Linked DNA regions of Rattus norvegicus: region 2 is linked to region 1. A link is a contact called in public Hi-C data. All regions are on one chromosome and are shown on one strand. The core of a region is the stretch at or near the end of the contact, and the rest is flanking DNA. Distances in the headings are between cores, read along the strand shown. Region 1 holds the start of C1rl (complement C1r subcomponent like). Region 2 holds the start of Atn1 (atrophin 1).

What was found. Hi-C and Micro-C count contacts between places; a contact is called where the count stands out from the background.
Region 2: a contact with region 1 is called in a Hi-C map of liver, with 3 times the contacts expected there. The contact joins the promoter of Atn1 here to the promoter of C1rl in region 1. A contact is called at or near these places in 4 of 12 Hi-C or Micro-C datasets (the A7r5 cell line, liver, mammary epithelial cells and 1 more) and 1 of 1 datasets of contacts at active chromatin or transcription factors (oligodendrocytes).

The regions. Positions count from the first base shown.
Region 1 is chr4:159,079,026-159,081,753 of GRCr8, reverse strand. It overlaps C1rl (complement C1r subcomponent like), which reads right to left and starts at 1,259. Exons shown (of 6, transcript NM_001002804.2): 1 at 1,150-1,259; 2 at 383-611. The coding sequence starts at 1,229.
Region 2 is chr4:159,252,982-159,255,681 of GRCr8, reverse strand. It overlaps Atn1 (atrophin 1), which reads left to right and starts at 1,304. Exons shown (of 10, transcript NM_017228.3): 1 at 1,304-1,438.

The DNA.
Region 1 (2,728 bases), core at 10-2,509:
CCAGGTGAACTTGGTTTTCACTTGATACTTCTGAGGGAGAGCATTCGTCATGAATTACATTCAGTTTCCTAATTCGGTAAAGCAGGCACTCAACGAGATCTAGAGAGGGTGAGATCCTGGGCCTTGGACAAGATTGTAGAGCAGCAATAATTACCTGTCTCTTTGTAAGCTCTTAAAACTCAGGCTCTGCCCGGCAGCCTTCTCTCAGAGCTTGGTGGGTCCTGGGGGCGGGTAGGATGCTGTGTTCTGAGGCCCCAGGACCTCTGACTTGGACACTTTCTCTCTTCTTTACATGGGTGACTCAGAGCAGAGCTATGCCCACCGCCCGTGAGAGGCTCTCTCCCCAGAGCCCCTCAGTTCTCCACCCCCTTGCCCAGCTCACGGTGACAGAGTCGCCTTCACAGCCTGGGGACGGCTCCAGATCAAAGTCCTGGAAGATCAGTCTCACGGCAAACCCCTCCGGGGCCTCGATGTCAGCATGGCTCTCCTGGCCTTTGATATATGGCTCTGGGTATCCGGGGGATGTCAGTTGCTGAGGAAACTGCTGGGCTAAAAGCACAGAGGCCTGTGTGGGGCAAGTATGGAGGATTCCCCAAAGGAGCAACCAGCACCTGTGTGTGAGTAGGGAGACAGGGTGAGGTCATACTGCTCTGCCAGAAGCTGTGTATATGCTGTGTGGTGACAAGTGACGGTAAGGGCCCAACAGTTGTGTCAGCGGCCGAGTGCTGGACACTTCAGAATACCACCTTCCTCACTCAAGGCTGTGTGGGTTCCTGTCTAGATTCCTCTGTAGCCCGATCTCCAACACTAGAGGGTTTCTATTTTATGAAGACATTGCTATGGCTCCTTTGCCCCTTGTGAGTTTAACCCAGGTAGCTTCCTGCCTCAGCCATTCCTAACCCCATCCTGGAGTACAAGTTAAGGGCATTGAAATATGATTCCTGGCTCAGAGCACTGAAAAGACCAAGTGCAAGCAAATTCAGTTAGTTCCCTCTGGGTCATCTGTCTTACCCTCCCTCCCACCCCCGTGTGTGTGTATGTGTGTGTGTGTGTGTGTGTGTGTGGTGTACTTATGTAACCTTGTGTCGTCATGCCTTCCTCTCTCCCAGACCCTTGCTTTCTCCAGGACCCTCTACAGTGCAAACTCACATCTTGCCCACGCAGCTTGTGTTGGGAGAACTCCATAGGTTGTTCTCCAGCTCTGGGACCAGGCCTCTGGACCCTGACATCTGGAACTGGCTAGGGTGCGTAGCCCAGGCCAGGGAGTAGGAGGTGGGGCTAAAGGAGGCCCTTTGGGGGAGAGGCAGAAGTTACTGGAAATGAGTTAAGAGACTCTGGGTTCAGGTCTGCCACCTGCTGGCAGACCCAGGAATAGCTCTCACCGTAATTGAACCGAAAGACCTTCAAAACTCTGCTGGAGGCAGAGCGTGTACACACATACACATATGTACACATGATCTTTGACTCGTGCTTCTTTTTAAAAATACAGTCTTACAAAACCTGGGCTGGCCTCGACCTTGATAGTGGTTTCTGCCTCCTCCCCAGCATTAGAATTACAGCTCTGTCCCACCACACTTAGATCTTGGTTGTGTTTTCAAAACAGGGTCTCACTTTGTAGCCCAGGCTGTCTTAGAACTCACTCTGCAGTCCAGAGTGGGCCTCAAAACATGGCAATCCTGCCACCTTAGCCTCCATAGGGCTGAGATTACAGGACTTGCATACCCGCTCTTCTGGAATATTATTTACTATATGTTTGTATCGTGGCTTGTATGATGCTCCCTAAGACTGTTCTTCTGCCTTTAATGAGCTCAGTTGTCCTTCCCCATAATTTACAGCACCGGTCTGCCTCTTGGAGAACTTGAAGTTTGTGACTCAAGAACCTGAGCCTTCCTTTCCTCTCCTCCTTGGTTAAGAATGGGTTAGTTCGGGGGCTGGAGAGATGGCTCAGTGGTTAAGAGCACTGACTGGTCCTCCAGAGGTCCTGAGTTCAATTCCTAGCAACTACATGGTGGCTCAGAACCATCTGTAATGGGATGCCCTCTTCTGGTGTGTCTGAAGACAGTGACAGTGTACTCACATACATAAAATAAATAAAATTAAAAAACAAAAGAGTGGGTGAGTTCATGCACTTAGTCATTTCAATCCCTACCACAACATCTGGAGACTCCTCAGGTAGCCGGGCTGGGGCTGAGGTGTAGCTCAGGTATCTCTGAATCCCTCAGGACTCACCTCAGTGTCAACTCAAGCTGTGAGGCTAATACCAGGAGCCACAGCTTGAGTGAGAGGATTTCTCCCTGTACCCACCACACAGAGGTGGGTGTGGGGGGTTAGGGAACACGTGTAGAGGTGATTGTGGGAGGGTTAGGGAGCACGTGCAGGGGTGGGTGTGGGAGGGTTAGGGAGCACATGTAGGGGTGGGTGTGGGAGGGTTAGGGAGCACGTGCAGGGGTGGGAGTGGGAGGGTTAGGGAGCACATGCAGGGGTGGGTGTGGGGGGTTAGGGAGCACGTGCAGGGGTGGGTGTGGGAGGGTTAGGGAGCACTTGCAGGGGTGGGTGTGGGGGGTTAGGGAGCACGTGCAGGGGTGGGTGTGGGAGGGTTAGGGAGCACGTGCAGGGGTGGGTGTGGGAGGGTTAGGGAGCACGTGCAGGGGTGGGTGTGGGGGGTTAGGGAGCACGTGCAGGGGTGGGTGTGGGACGGTTAGGGAGCACGTGCAGGGGTGGGTGTGGG
Region 2 (2,700 bases), core at 55-2,554, 170 kb before region 1:
AGGGCCAAGATGTGAGATGCCACCCCTCAGTTACCTCTTCCAAACTAGGGCCCGGACCCTCCTGGACTCCTCTAGTGTTCCCTGTCTCTAGCTCTTCTCTTTTCCTATCACTGACTGTCCCACCACGATACCACGCAGACCCTATTTATCTTGTGTTTCCTTCCAGGCCTAATTAATTCTCCTCCACTGTATTTGCCAAAGGAAATAGTTCTTAGTTGGATTGGAAGTCCCCACCTTCAGGTTTTATCAACCCATCCCAAACCCTAGAACGGGCATATGTCCCACCCACCCCCCACCGACCCCGCGGCCGCTCTCCCCCACCCCCACTTCTGAGACCTCTCATGCCTTCCTTCTCTCCCACAGAAGTATCTCTGGACTTTCCTCCAGCCTCCCTTCATCATTCCCAAATTCTTGTGGTTTGCATTCTTTTTAACACCAATCGCCGTCTTAAACTCTTATCTCTTCCAGAAACGCCATTCTCTTAGGGTGTCTTCTTCATCCTTTCCCGCCCAGGTCCACAAACTTCCATCGTAGTCTCTCGGAAATAGCTCTTAAACCCCTCCAGCCTCAGCTTCCTGCCCTTCCTCTCCATCTGTCCAATACAGCCCCATTATCCAAATCTCTACTTCAGTATTCCCCCAAACTCCACCTACTTCACCCCTGCCACCGCTCCTCTTGTCCCCAAACTTCTCCAGCCTCCCCAGGTCTGCCTTCGGAGTCCACAGCCCCTCCCACCCAGCCCTCTCCCGCGCGGGGCCCGCGAGCTCCCCACGCTCTGCGCCGCGAGGCCCTCTCTCTCCGCGCCCCGGCCGGCTTCGGCCAACTCGCCCGGCGCCTCCCCTTCCCCGATCCTCCGCCCCCCGACTGCCGCGCGCTCCCTCCCTCGCGTCTCCTCCGGGCCCCTCTCTCTCCTCCGTTCCTCCGCGCTCCCTCCTTCTCCCTCTTCCTCCCTGCTCCCATCCCCCTCTCCCGAGCGCCCTCCCTCCGCCGTCCGCTTTCCTGTGCGAGTCGCCGGACGCGCGGCCCAGCCCGTCCGTCCGCCCGCAGCCCCGCGCCGGCCGGGGCCTCGGGCCAGGACGTGTTTTGGGGTGGCAGGACTCGGGGCGGGCTAGGGGCGCGCAGCACGAGCGGCGGGAGGGTCGGGGGTCGCGGACCTCGCCGGGGCCGCGAGTGCGGGCGGAGGCGGGCGGCGCGGCGGGGGCGGGCGGCGCGTTCCGGGCGGGAGGGCGGGCGAGGAGCACGAGAAGCCGATCGGGGCTGCGCGGGGAGCCGGGCATGGGGGCCGCCCTCCGGGGGGGCCGGGGCCGCCGCCGCCGCCGCCGCGGCAGCGACTGAAGCCGCGCAACAAGGAGGGGCGGGGAGTGGTCGCCGCCGTCCCCGGGAGGCGCCGGAGCTCGACTGCACTCGCTGCCAGCCAGCCGTCCCGAGCCGCTCGCAGGTAAGGTCCGCCGCCGCCGGCCCGGGCCGCCCCGTTCCGGCTCGCGGCTCCCCGCCCCCACCCTCCCGGTCCCCCCTCCCGCCGCCGCCTCCATTTGTTATTTTCCCGGTCGCGTTCCCTTATTGCGGGCACGACCGGGCCCGAGGCTGGGGACTCAGGGGGTGGGGCCGCCCGGAGGAGGGACGCGGGCCCGGGAGTCGCGAGCTCGGGAGGTGGGGGGGAGGAGGGTCTTGGTAGGAGGGCTGACGGGGCAGAGCGTCGCCAGGACCAGAGCCTAAAGGGGAGGAACGCCGAGGTGGAGACTTGGCGGAGGTAAACCGGGGGATGCTGTGCGGGTGGTTCGCGGAGAAGGCAGGACGGATCGGAGAGATGGCAGCGAGGTGGGGCGTGCAGGCTCCAGTAGCCCCACAGGCCCAGAATCCGTGTTCCAGAACCCAGGGTTGCGGGTTTTAGGAACAGGGAAGTGGGAACAGGGAAAGGGGTGTGGTAGGTGGTAAAAGGAGAATTGTGGTAGCCGAGAGGGGGGAATTGAACCTGGGGGGGAATGGAGATGAACCAGGAGAGGCCCATCTTTTTGAAGACGGACGTTTTCTGGGGGTGGAAATGGGAAGGCCGTATCTTTTGTGACTCAGTTTTCTTTTACCCCACTCCCGGTCACCTCTGACCCTGTTTTGCTAATCCCAGACCTAGTTACTTCGTGAAGGGGGCCACTGAGGCTTAGTAGTGTGAGTCCTCCTAACACTAATAAGAAAGGCAGCAATTCTGAAGGAGGAATTAGAAAGGTTGGGAGGATGGGAAAGAAGAGAGGATTGGGCAATCATATAGGCATTCCAAGGAATTGTGACCTCCGCCCTCACCCCCAAGCGTTGGATGCCCCGTAGCTGGGCTCTATCTAGGAGGTCTTCCTTACTGCTTTGATCTCAAAGATCTCCCTTTGTGCCTGGGGCGGGTTACTCTAAAGCTCCCTTCCCTGAGGGTACCGTGAGAAGGTCGGAGTTGCTTTGGCAACTAAGGTGGTAATAGTGGCAGCCAGATGGACCCCTGGGATGGTCTCTTGGGGGGCCCTTTTTTTTATCCATTTAGTTGTCATGGCAGTGAGCCAGTGGGGAGTCCAATAGGTGGGGATTCAGTATGTAGATTGGGCCTCAGTCAGCCTATAGCTTTGTCCTTGGTGGGCGGTAGATCTCTGGTAGGTATTTCTGGTGTTGCCCCAAGTAGGGGTCTCCTGAGGAGGTGCACCCCTTCTCCTCCAGAAGTCTTTT